4 separate regions of the Zea mays genome follow, and all the other regions are linked to region 4. Evidence: chromatin contacts called from public Hi-C data. All regions are on one chromosome and are shown on one strand. Each heading gives the region's core, a stretch centred on a gene start, on an enhancer-like site or on the middle of the called end of the contact. The rest is flanking DNA. Distances are from core to core; before and after follow the strand shown.

Region 1 (2,700 bases), core at 44-2,543, 260 kb after region 4:
TATTACCCACTCGTTTGAGCAAAGATTAGTGTGTGAGCTTGACCTTTGTGGTCGGCAAAGGGAGGATTAGGGTTGAAAGAGACCCGACTCTTTGTGGACGCCTCAACGAGGAAGTAGGGCACCTTGGTGGTGTGATCGAACCTCGGGATAAATCTTGTGTCTCTTGTGTTCTTGTTCATTGTGCTTATTTGTGTTCTTCGTTCTCTCACCATTCCGTGAAAGATTTGTTTATATCTTTTTGGTGTGTGGATTTTGAGAAGTGCCCTTCTCAGATCTACTACTTTGAACCCTGTGGATCATTTAGAACATCTCATTTTCAAAGTTAACTGGGTGAATTTCGAGATCAATTCAGTTTTACCCAGTTTGCTTCTAGTTTTTGTTGAAAAAGCTTTAACTTGTCTATTCACCCCTCTAGGCAACTTTCAATAACATGTAGAAATCAAGCAACACACATTAGATTCGTCATAGTGAGGTATGAAGGACCAAGATAACATATCTGAGGATAAATAAGCAAGCATAGATCCAAGGAACCGATCACAAGCATAACCATTTATCACATCAACACTTGAATCAACCATACTTGAAGAAATATCGTGGGATCTAGCAAGCAACCGACCAGATCCATGTCAGAATCTAAGAAGCAAATGATCGGATCTAGCAATCAAGCATACTTGATTAATAGGAAGCCTAGATCAAAATCAAGCAAACAACCAACAAAATATGGGAGGGGAACTCCTAACTGTAGAGAGAGTTAAATCCTCCTACTATAATGATATATAGCTCTCACAAGGATCACCATGGTGCCAAGTGCTAACTAGTGGCCAGCCTCTGGCTACCGGTAAAGCTATCTCCAACAGATTATTCATACCATATCTTATTTCAAAATCCACTTTATAAACAATACGATCTATAATGTAAAACATTTTTTTCACGATCATATACATAATCTTCTTGATATAGCTCAACGCTATAGTCGCCTTTGCAGATGTTCCAATATGACTGGTGTGTCGCAGCAGAATACGTAATCGGTAATCCAAGTAGCGGCCAACATCCTGCATCCCCTGCCTAGACGCTGTAGCCGATGGCCACAAGCGAGTCACACACGCTGCTGCAAAAGAAATATAGTTGAAATAGGAAAATGTGGACATATGAGAATGACATAATTTTAAAATATTTAATAACCTAAGAATTGAGAATAAGATTACTTTTATTTCTTTATATTTAATAATTTGCTAAATCTGAGTTTTTTAGTAACCAGGGTAGATATGATAGTAAAGATTGTTCAGCTCGACGCAAACGACAAAACCATCTTGAAAATGGCAGAAAGAAAAAATTCAGAAGGAGCCCTCGAATCCCGGTCCTAGGAACCGTCTGTCAACGCGGTCGGGGTACTTGAGTGCCTTTTTCTTCTCTCACGTGCGCCCCTAAACCCCAGTGTGCTGTGCTAATGGGGATCGAACGCCCTGCGCTTAAATCCTCGGGTAGAACTCTCGCCTCTTCCGACTCCGCCATACCACCAATAGATCCAGCTATGGCGGTGTAGTCGAATTCAATCCTGTGCGAGAAAACACGAAATCGCCGCTGGCTCGATATTGGCCAGGGCTTTCTCCGCCCAACTGCATCTTGCAGCGACTGTGCTCCAGTTCGGGGGAAAAAAAGGTGAGTCCTTCCCATTTCCTCTTTTTAGATTCCTGGATCGACGAACATTTGGGAGAAATATCGCCTCTTTGCTTCGAAAGATCTGACAAAGAACGGCTGTTCTTGTGTACGTACAGGAACCGTATCTGCTTGAATCCCTGCGCTCCGGGGCGGGGATGGATCTTGACCTGGACGACTACGTGGACCCCTACGAGGAGGCCGAGGCCGAGGCTGCCGCGGCGGAGGACGGCTCCGACGACCCCGACGAGGACGACTCGGATGCGGAGAGCGACTACGAGGAGGAGTCGTTTGGCCTCCTCAAGTCCGGCAAGCACCGGGTGCGCAACCCGGACGGCACCTTCCGCTGCCCCTTCTGCCCCGGCAAGAAGAAGCAGGGGTACAAGATAAAGGACCTCCTCCAGCACGCCGACGGCATCGGCGTCTCCAGCAAGCACCGCCGTCACGGCCGCGAGCGCGCGAACCACCGCGCCTTCGCGCGCTTTGTCCGCACCGAGCCGTCATTTGCGGAAGACCTCGTCGGTATCACTGGCATTCAAGGTGCCATTAAACCCACCCCTGCTAATAGAGATGGCAGTACCAATGGCGACGGGAAGGCCAAGGCTAATGTAGATACTGCTGGATCCAGTTCTGTGGCGGCGAAAGTGGGTCTGCCGCGGGAGGTTGAGAGGTTTTCTTGGCCGTGGGCTTGTGTCCTTGCGGCTGGGGCAGGGTTCAATACTGAGGACTTTGCTGGTAGAGTAGCCATGTTTAGTTCGGTTGAGGTTGTGCCTTTGTTTGTCGATGAGGTCGAAGTCGCAGAAACCTTTGCAGTTGTGAGGTTTACCAATGATTGGAGCGGATTCAGCGACGCTCTTACGCTGGAGAACCATTTCAGCATCAATAAGCTAGGGAAGAAGGAATTTGAGATGAGAGATAATGGTATAGGTTCCGTGGAGGGAGATGGTGGCGAAGGTGAGGTCAAGGTTTATGGGTGGGTTGCCCGAGCTGAGGATTATGATTCGCCGAGTGTGGTAGGGAGATTCTTGAGAAAGCACACCGTCC
Region 2 (2,700 bases), core at 81-2,580, 350 kb before region 4:
GCAGCCCAACTTCCACGCCGGGAGCCTCCGCCTCGCGTCGGAGCTGCCCGCCGTCGTGATCTCCGCCGACTACCGCCTCGGGCCCGAGCACCGCCTCCCCGCCGCCATCGACGACGCCGCGGCCGCCCTGTCCTGGCTACGCGAGCAGCGCCATCCGTGGCTCGCCGAGTCGGCCGACTTCACCCGCGTGTTCGTCGCCGGCGAGTCGTCCGGCGCCAACATGTCGCACCACGTCGCGGTGAGGCACGGGTCGTCCGGCGGCCAGCTCGCCCTCGCCCTCGCGCCGCTGCGCGTCGCCGGGTACCTCCTGCTGACGCCGTTCTTCGGCGGGGCCGTGCGCACCGCGGCCGAGGAGGCCTCGCCGCCGCCCGGTGCGCCGTTCACGCCCGAAATGGCCGACAAGATGTGGCGCCTGTCGCTCCCGGCCGGCGCGACCATGGACCACCCCGCCACGAACCCGTTCGGCCCCGACAGCCGCGCGCTAGGCCCCGTGGCGTTCCCACGGGTGCTCGTGGTGTCCGCCGGCCGCGACTTCCTCCACGAGCGCGTGCTGCGCTACGCGGCGAGGCTCCGGGAGATGGGGAAGCCCGTGGAGGTCTACGTCTTGGAGGGGCAGGAGCACGCCTTCTTCTCCCGCCAGCCTTGGAGCGAGGGCACCGACGAACTCATCCGAGTCGTGCGGCGCTTTGTTTACACAGAGAACGGCGTGGAGTGAAACTACTAGTGCAGAATAAGCTGGCGTTTGCTGTTTGGTCACTTTGGTTTTTTTTTAAAGTGAAATGGTGTTTGGTCAGTTAGTTTAATAAAAACGTCTGGTTCTTGAAACCTTACTTCGCTTGATTCTCTCTGCACATGATTGGATGGTTGTTTGTCTACCGGCCTACGTGCAGGTTCGCATATATGTGGGTGCAGCTAAATGATCTTAAAACAATTTACTTTGTAAGAACAGACAGTACAGGTAATCAATCACATGGTCTATGTAGGAGTATAGAGCATGGCAAGTTTGGATTTGGACACCGTCTGCGTCTCAGCGTCTGTAGTCGAATGAATAACCGCCATAGAGTTTTTTTCACTTGGCTTTATGCGACGGTGCCACCATCAAATAAACATTCCGCAAGATGGCCTGGAATGTTAAGCTTATTTTCTGGCCCACGCGTACTGGCCCAACCTAATCTAACATCGGCCCATATAAAACCTCATTATGGTAAAGCAAAAAGAAGCCCAAATGAGGCGGTCAACGCACTGCCCACTAACATGTCCACATGCCTCTGCGCCGCGCGATGACGCGGATCCGAATCCATAAAGATAATGCGAGTGCGCCAGTAGACAAACAGCGAGGACCTTGGATTTCACCTCACTCTTCCTCTTCAGTTCATCCACACAACCACCTAGATCCAAAGCCAATCGTGAGCTCGTGACGATCACCACCAACCAACCAACCAACCAACCAACATGTCCGGCGACACAGCGCCGCACGTCGTGGAGGACTTCTTCGGGGCCATCCAGCTCCTTAGCGACGGCACCGTCGTCCGCGGCGACGAGGCGGCGCTGCTGCCGCCGAAGCCCTTCCCGGACGTCCCGGGGGTTCAGTGGAAGGACGCCGTGTACGACGCGGCGCGCGGCCTCAAGGTCCGCGTGTACAGGCCAACGGCGGACGCCGGGGACAGCAAGCTCCCGGTGCTGGTGCACTTCCACGGAGGCGGCTACTGCGTCGGCTCCTACGACGAGCTCGGCGGGGCCGACTACCTGCGCCGACGCCTCGCGGCCGACCTCCCCGCGCTCGTCCTCTCCGTGCAGTACCGGCTCGCCCCCGAGCACCGCCTCCCGGCGGCGATCGAGGACGGCGCGACGTTCCTGGCCTGGCTGCGCGGGCAAGCGGCGCTCGCCGGCGCGGGCGGCGCCGGCGCCGGCGTCGAGCAGTGGCTCGCGGAGTCGGCCGACTTCGCGCGGACGTTCCTGTCGGGCGTCTCCGCCGGCGCCAACCTGGCCCACCACCTCGCGGTCCGGGCCGGCTCGGGGCAGGTCGACCTGGCGCCGGCGCGCCTCGCGGGGCTCGTCCTCCTGTCCCTGTTCCTCGGCGGCGTCGAGCGCACGGCGACCGAGTCGGCCCCGCCGGACGGCGTCTCGCTGACGGTCGCCATGTCCGACCAGCTCTGGCGCATGGCGCTCCCGGTCGGGGCGAGCATGGACCACCCGCTGGCCAACCCGTTCGGCCCCGGCAGCCCCGGCCTGGAGCCCGTGGCGCTGCCGCCCGTGCTCGTCGAGGCGCCCGGGGTCGACGTGCTCCGCGACCGCGTCCTGCTCTACGCGGCGAGGCTCAGGGAGATGGGCAAGGACGTGGAGCTCGCCGAGTTCCCGGGGGAGCAGCACGGCTTCTCGGTCCTTAGGTGGGGCCAGGCGAACGAGGAGCTGATGCAGATCTTGAAGCGGTTTCTACACCGGAAGTGAGAAGTGACCGGTGCTGCGGCCTGACCTTATGGTAGAGGAGTCGTCCTCGTCGAGTTTGGCGTCTGGTCGCCTTTTCGTTTGTGTTTTTCATTCATCAAGCCGCTGTCGTTGTTTACCCTAAGTTCCCGGTTGGTGGTCTGGTTGTTGGAAAAAAAAATTATTTGCATCCGGATGCAAAGAAACACTTTTGCAGGCTCTCACATTCACTTTCTGCTCGTCCATATAAATAGAATAAAAACAAATTATTAAAAG
Region 3 (2,700 bases), core at 143-2,642, 320 kb after region 4:
CATTTCAGTTATACAATCTCCTTAAGAAACAAGATGTCACAATGCTGCCCAAGTTGCCACATAAAGGCAAATCCTACCTTGCAGCTAATCCAGAGGCATATAACAGTCCTACTTGACATGTCAATAGCCTACATAGTACCCTTTAAAAACGCTACAACTCCGGAGATGCTACACATCCTGGTTCAAGAGGCTTGGCTACAAACATCGTACCTTACTAACACCCATAAAAGTAATCTGAATACTAATTACTAAAGGATGCCAATTACAACCAGATGAACTAACCACACCAATACACAAACTGATAAACAAACTAGCTCCGAAAGTTGACTCAGTCACTCACCATCAAGAAAAGCTCAACAAATCACGACAGCTTACCAGAATTAAGCGACAATTCCAAAAACATTAGGCAGATAAAAAAGATAACTAGTATATTTCATGGCAAAGCATAATTGCAATCTCCTTCAACAGATAAAGTGATCAGTAAAAGCAGTTGATAGAGGTTGAATTTCCAGAAACCTTTAATATTAAGCTCAAAGTAGGTATAAGTATAACTAGCTAATGCACATATGTAGTACAGTAAAAAGGGGCATCCAAGCATTAATCAACTAGCTAGAATTGAAAAGGAGCTGAATCAAACATATTGCACAGTTGCACACAGTCAAAATTACCTCTGACTCACCACCAGCAATGGTATCCCAGAGCTCCTGGATCTCCCTCTCCCCATCATCCTGGTCATCCCTACCGCCTGAGTCCCTTCCTCCTGATCCCCGCCTATCCCTCACCATCCCAGTGTCCCTCCCCCTCCCGTCGTCCTCCATCCGCATTTTCTTAGCCTTCTTCTCCCTGCCCGCCCCGCCCCTCGCGAGGTCCCTCAGCGACGACGAGCCCTTCCTCTTCCTCGCCTCAGCCGAAGGGTCCGCGTCCTCGTCCTCCAACCCAAAGTCATCCAGCCCGTCATCGCCGGGCATGCCTCCACCGCCGCCCTTCTTGAGAAGGCGCTTTCGGGGCTTGGAGGAGGACCCTGCCCCGCCGTCGTCGCCGTGGACGGGGGTCGGAGAGCGGTCGCGGGTCCAATCGCCGCCGCCGTCGAGGTCGTCATCGAGGTCTTCGTACGGCTGATGCTCAGGGGAGGGTTCCCGTTCGTCGAGGTTCACGATCGGCTCGCCTTCGTCATCGTAGCTGGGAGTGTAGATCGAGGAAGGGAATCAAAGTGAGGCGTCGAAACCCTAGGAGAGGCAGAGAGAAATAGGGGGCACGGAGCGGAGAGATACTTACTTGTCCCCCATGCTGACGGCGGCGAGACGGGAAGCGAAACCCTACGCGAGGCGAGGAGAGAGACGAGCTGGAGCTGGAGCGGGAGGAGGTGAGGAAGAAGAGTCGTCGGTGGACCGTGGGAGCCGGCGACGCCGCGACGGGGAGGAAAAGGATTGGGGGCGACGCAAAGGCGTAAAATATAGATGGGCTGTAATTTTTGGGCTTTTCGGCCCGTCGGACACGCAAGAATTCTCCTCGAACCTGATCGGGTGCTGATAAAATGCCCTGGTTGACTGGCTATGTCCGTGCGAGCCGCTTGGTGACAAAATTTTAGCGACTAATCACTAGTCTTATAACTCCATTAGGTGAGTGCCCGTGCGTTGCGACGGGAATAAAAAAAATTATATGAAACATATATTATACCAAAGGAAGATCTTGGTAGGATCATTAGGGTCAACATATTTTAACATATATCAAGTGTTTTGCCAATTCAGCTAACATATATCAACTCACGCATAACACATCCTATCATACATATTGGCAGAAAATAGCTATCACAACACAATTGATGGTAAAAGTAAATATATCTATCTCTACTAATATAGATAAGTGCCGGTTCTTTTGCACTGCTCATTTATAACCATGGCCCAAAGTCCCAGATCGTTAGTACTTGTCAACTCTCCCTTGGATCTTGCATTATATTTCTCATAAGAATTAAGTGGAATGGATACTCCTCTGAGTAAGGACAACAACTTTCCAAAGATACTCCAACACAAGTGACTCCAAAGCAATGCAGTTTACTAAGCAAAAGTAAATAGCTTTGCTTCTTGCATGTGAGATGCCAGATAACATGTGATGTTTTCCCAGTGGTCATATTCACATTTCTGGTGTGCTGTTTAAATCTGATCTTTGTCATTATTGAACCCCGAGTTTCTTCACAGTTCATTTTTGTAAGACCCAAAATCTGTATAAGAAAAAAAAATAATAAAATAAATATATGAAGAAATGAAATAGTAAATTCTAACATCTCAACTTATGCTTGAGCAATGAATGTGAGGAATGAATTTTGAAAACCAAGAAAATGAAGGTAGGAAAGGAGGGAAGAAAGAAAGATGATACAATACAAAATAATATTATTAAATAACTTCATCACATGATGATATGACCAAATTGCATAGTTAGTATGAATTTAAATTTGCACTTCAGTTTGAATTCTAAATCTGGATTTAAAATAATTAAGAACAAATGAAAACAGAAAATAAAATCAAAAGAAAAAAAAAGAAAGCTTACCTGGGCCCATACCTCATCTTTTGGCCCACCAGATGAAGCCAGCCGCGCGGCCCAACCAGGAAGTAGCGTGCGCCTGACCGTGGGGCCCGCTTGACAGCGGTCTGCTCGCGCCCACATTACGACTGGGTCGCCTCACTGGGATCGTGGTCCACCCAG
Region 4 (2,700 bases), core at 192-2,691:
AGGTATCACTGGGCTTGTTTCTTTTCGCTTGAAACACCCTCCATTAGTGACTTGTCTCTACACTACTTATCCAATATGAGTAGGCATGAAGCTACAAAAACATGCTTGTCAAATAAGCCAATGCATTAAAAAGGACACAGTATTATACTGTAAACATTTTCCATGAATTGTAAGCAGGTCTGCAGATGTGAAGTAGAGATACTTCGAGAGCCAATTTACAAGCCTAATGACCATGATATGATATGGGAATAATAAATGCCTACCTTCCATCTGGTTGTTGGAGCCTTTTTTTTGAAAGAGAATAGAGAAGTGTCTTGCAGTCAATATTTGGTAGATCGTAGCCAATAATCTTGATTCTTGAGGATAGCAAGGGCAGAATAAGTGCTTTGCAATTGCAAGATGACTAACGTTGAGGCAAAAGGATCCTGAAACAGAGCATATCCCAAACTGCCTAGACAGAGGTGATCAAAATTTAGACTATGAGATCTGCATTAAAGGGGCACTTGGGTGCACCGTCAACATCACATGGGTTTTGGGCTCCCTTTTTTTTTCCTAACGACAGAAATGTACTAGTGCCTACATCTTATATGGAACAAAACCACAGTGAACATAATCGTGACACATACTGACATACAGTACAGTATATGCCAAGAAGAGTTACACCCCCAAGTCGGTCGCCTCTACCCCTTAACTACACTAATTAATTTAACCGGTCAGATGATAACATCACTCGTAGAAACATTGAGAAGTCCGCTACCGCTATCCAATTCAGCCATCTCTGTAATTGCAACCTCCTGCATTTATCACTATGAAATGTGTTATTCGCTTTGGATTAAAGATAACTATTTGGACTGCTACAACTTTTGTAATTTATAGAGATAAAAACACTATAACAGCAATAGAATCCATTACGACTTAAATCCAAGCGAACCAGTGATCTTCTTGACGGTTTTAGTTGCCATGAGCTTTGGATGCTCCTCTTCTTCGTTCTTGTCTCGTGTACTCCAATGCCAACCAGCCTATCATCTAAAGGCTACTGCTAGCATTAAGTACAAATCGCTACTTCTCCAAAGAAAAATGTGTGTTTTAGGATAAGAATGTTACTACAATTCTACCTGATGCTGGTGCCGCTGCTGTGGTCGACGAAGCGGCACGGCAAGAGCGTGTCCGTCCGTGGGCCCTGCCCCGGGATGATCGTCGGGTCAGCCGCCGAGCTGAACGGAGGTCGCTCACCGTTGGGGGGCCGTTGGGCCGCCCGCGCTACTCCCCAACCAACTGCGGCCAGATCACGCTGCGCAGCGCAGGCCCTCTTTACTCAGCTGTCCATGCTGCTGCTGCTCAGAGTGTGGGGCGCCGTGGACACGGTCCACATCAAGATGCTGAGCCACATAACTCCGGTGGGTGTGGGTCCAACGCCCCCCACCTGCACGCTGCCCTCCCCCGCCCCGCCGCGGGATCAAATACGCCGCCTCCGCCCGTCCACTCCCTCGCCGCCCCCGTCTCCTCTCCTCTCCTCTCCTCTCCCCCGCATCCACGGCCGCAGGCAGCAGGCAGCCACTCGACGATCTAGTCGTCTCTCTCCCCGCTCTGCCGCCTCGCTGCCGCGGCTTCCCGTCGGCGGGAGGATGAAGGTCACGGTCGTGTCCCGGAGCGGCCGGGAGGTCGTCAAGGGCGGCATCGACCTCAAGGACTCGGTACGTTGTGCTCCCTCCCGCCCGCTCGCCAGCCCGCCGCCTCTTGATTCGCTCCGGGGGGCTGGGTTTATTGCCGTCGGGGGAGGCTCGGTTCTCCTCTGGGGTTCGAGATCTCTCGTAGAGGTTTCACCTTGGATTCATATTCATTCGTGGGTTCCTTTTTACAGGCCAAGGTCGCGGACCTGCAGGAGGCCATCCATGCCAGGAGTAAGTGGACTCCCTCCCTGCTTGCTTACATTTCGGCACTTGCTTCTACTACCCAGCAGTTTCCGTATTCCATTCATCCATGCCTTGCAGCAACCAACCAACAAAGAAACACGCGTGTGTTCTGGAGTTAAGGACCGAACACGGGGGGTGTTTACAGCGTGCGGTGTGCGAGAGTCATTCAGCAAGCGGGAATCTGTGGGCCGCTTTTATCTTTCATTTGCACCAGTAAACGACCTTTGCAAACATTTCGGCGCTGCTTTGCTAACGCCTAACAGAGCTGTTTGATTGCCTCTTTTCTATACGTCTTGTCCTGAGAATTGTAGCTGCAAACTTTGCTAGCAAATCCTGAACTTTAGTGCTTGCGTGGCCAGTATGAAACTGCAGTGCAGCCCATGCTTGTGTGATGTCGCAGGTTTATCTTGCTCTCCTGAATTCCATGTATGTGCTAAAAGGCCACGACTAGTGCCTTTGGGTGTGGTATGCAATTTGTGTGTTTTTTATCCTCTAGGCTGCAGCAGTATCTAGTGTTTGCAATTCGGTCCATATGACCACATGTCAATGACTCTAGTCAACCTGGGTTCGTTTTGATTGCTTGCCCTCCTTGTTTGCCCTGTTTGGCAGGGATTTATTTTGGGGTTTCAGTGCTGCAGGTCGTTAGGATCTGTTTAGGTAGGAAGGAGTTGGCCATCAGCATCAACTCACACCCTTTGTGTTTTTTTATTTCCTTTTTGTCAAAATACATTTATCTGACATGATCTGTGAAAAAAATATATCAAGGGATAATTTATTTAGATGGGAA

What was found. A called contact is a pair of places that touch in the nucleus more often than the background predicts.
Region 1: a contact with region 4 is called in a Hi-C map of leaf, with 8 times the contacts expected there. The contact joins the promoter of LOC103634825 here to the promoter of LOC100191179 in region 4. A contact is called at or near these places in 2 of 25 Hi-C or Micro-C datasets (leaf and tassel).
Region 2: a contact with region 4 is called in a Hi-C map of endosperm, with 2.3 times the contacts expected there. The contact joins the promoter of LOC100281689 here to the promoter of LOC100191179 in region 4. A contact is called at or near these places in 2 of 25 Hi-C or Micro-C datasets (endosperm and leaf).
Region 3: a contact with region 4 is called in a Hi-C map of ear, with 2.4 times the contacts expected there. The contact joins the promoter of LOC100282789 here to the promoter of LOC100191179 in region 4. A contact is called at or near these places in 2 of 25 Hi-C or Micro-C datasets (ear and leaf).

The regions. Positions count from the first base shown.
Region 1 is chr8:14,776,934-14,779,633 of Zm-B73-REFERENCE-NAM-5.0, reverse strand. It overlaps LOC103634825 (factor of DNA methylation 1), which reads left to right and starts at 1,293. Exons shown (of 7, transcript XM_008657410.3): 1 at 1,293-1,659; 2 at 1,776-2,700. The coding sequence starts at 1,815.
Region 2 is chr8:15,384,942-15,387,641 of Zm-B73-REFERENCE-NAM-5.0, reverse strand. LOC100281689 (gibberellin receptor GID1L2) reads left to right here and starts at 1,330. Exons shown (of 1, transcript NM_001154609.2): 1 at 1,330-2,649. The coding sequence starts at 1,453. The coding sequence ends at 2,448. It overlaps LOC103634834 (probable carboxylesterase 15), which reads left to right. Exons shown (of 1, transcript XM_008657424.3): 1 at 1-834. The coding sequence ends at 715.
Region 3 is chr8:14,714,660-14,717,359 of Zm-B73-REFERENCE-NAM-5.0, reverse strand. It overlaps LOC100282789 (IWS1 C-terminus family protein), which reads right to left and starts at 1,392. Exons shown (of 11, transcript NM_001155695.1): 1 at 1,276-1,392; 2 at 669-1,179. The coding sequence starts at 1,286.
Region 4 is chr8:15,035,987-15,038,686 of Zm-B73-REFERENCE-NAM-5.0, reverse strand. LOC100191179 reads left to right here and starts at 1,441. Exons shown (of 4, transcript NM_001136614.1): 1 at 1,441-1,694; 2 at 1,862-1,901. The coding sequence starts at 1,626. It overlaps LOC118473080 (a long non-coding RNA gene), which reads right to left and starts at 1,046. Exons shown (of 3, transcript XR_004851892.1): 1 at 264-1,046; 2 at 1-91.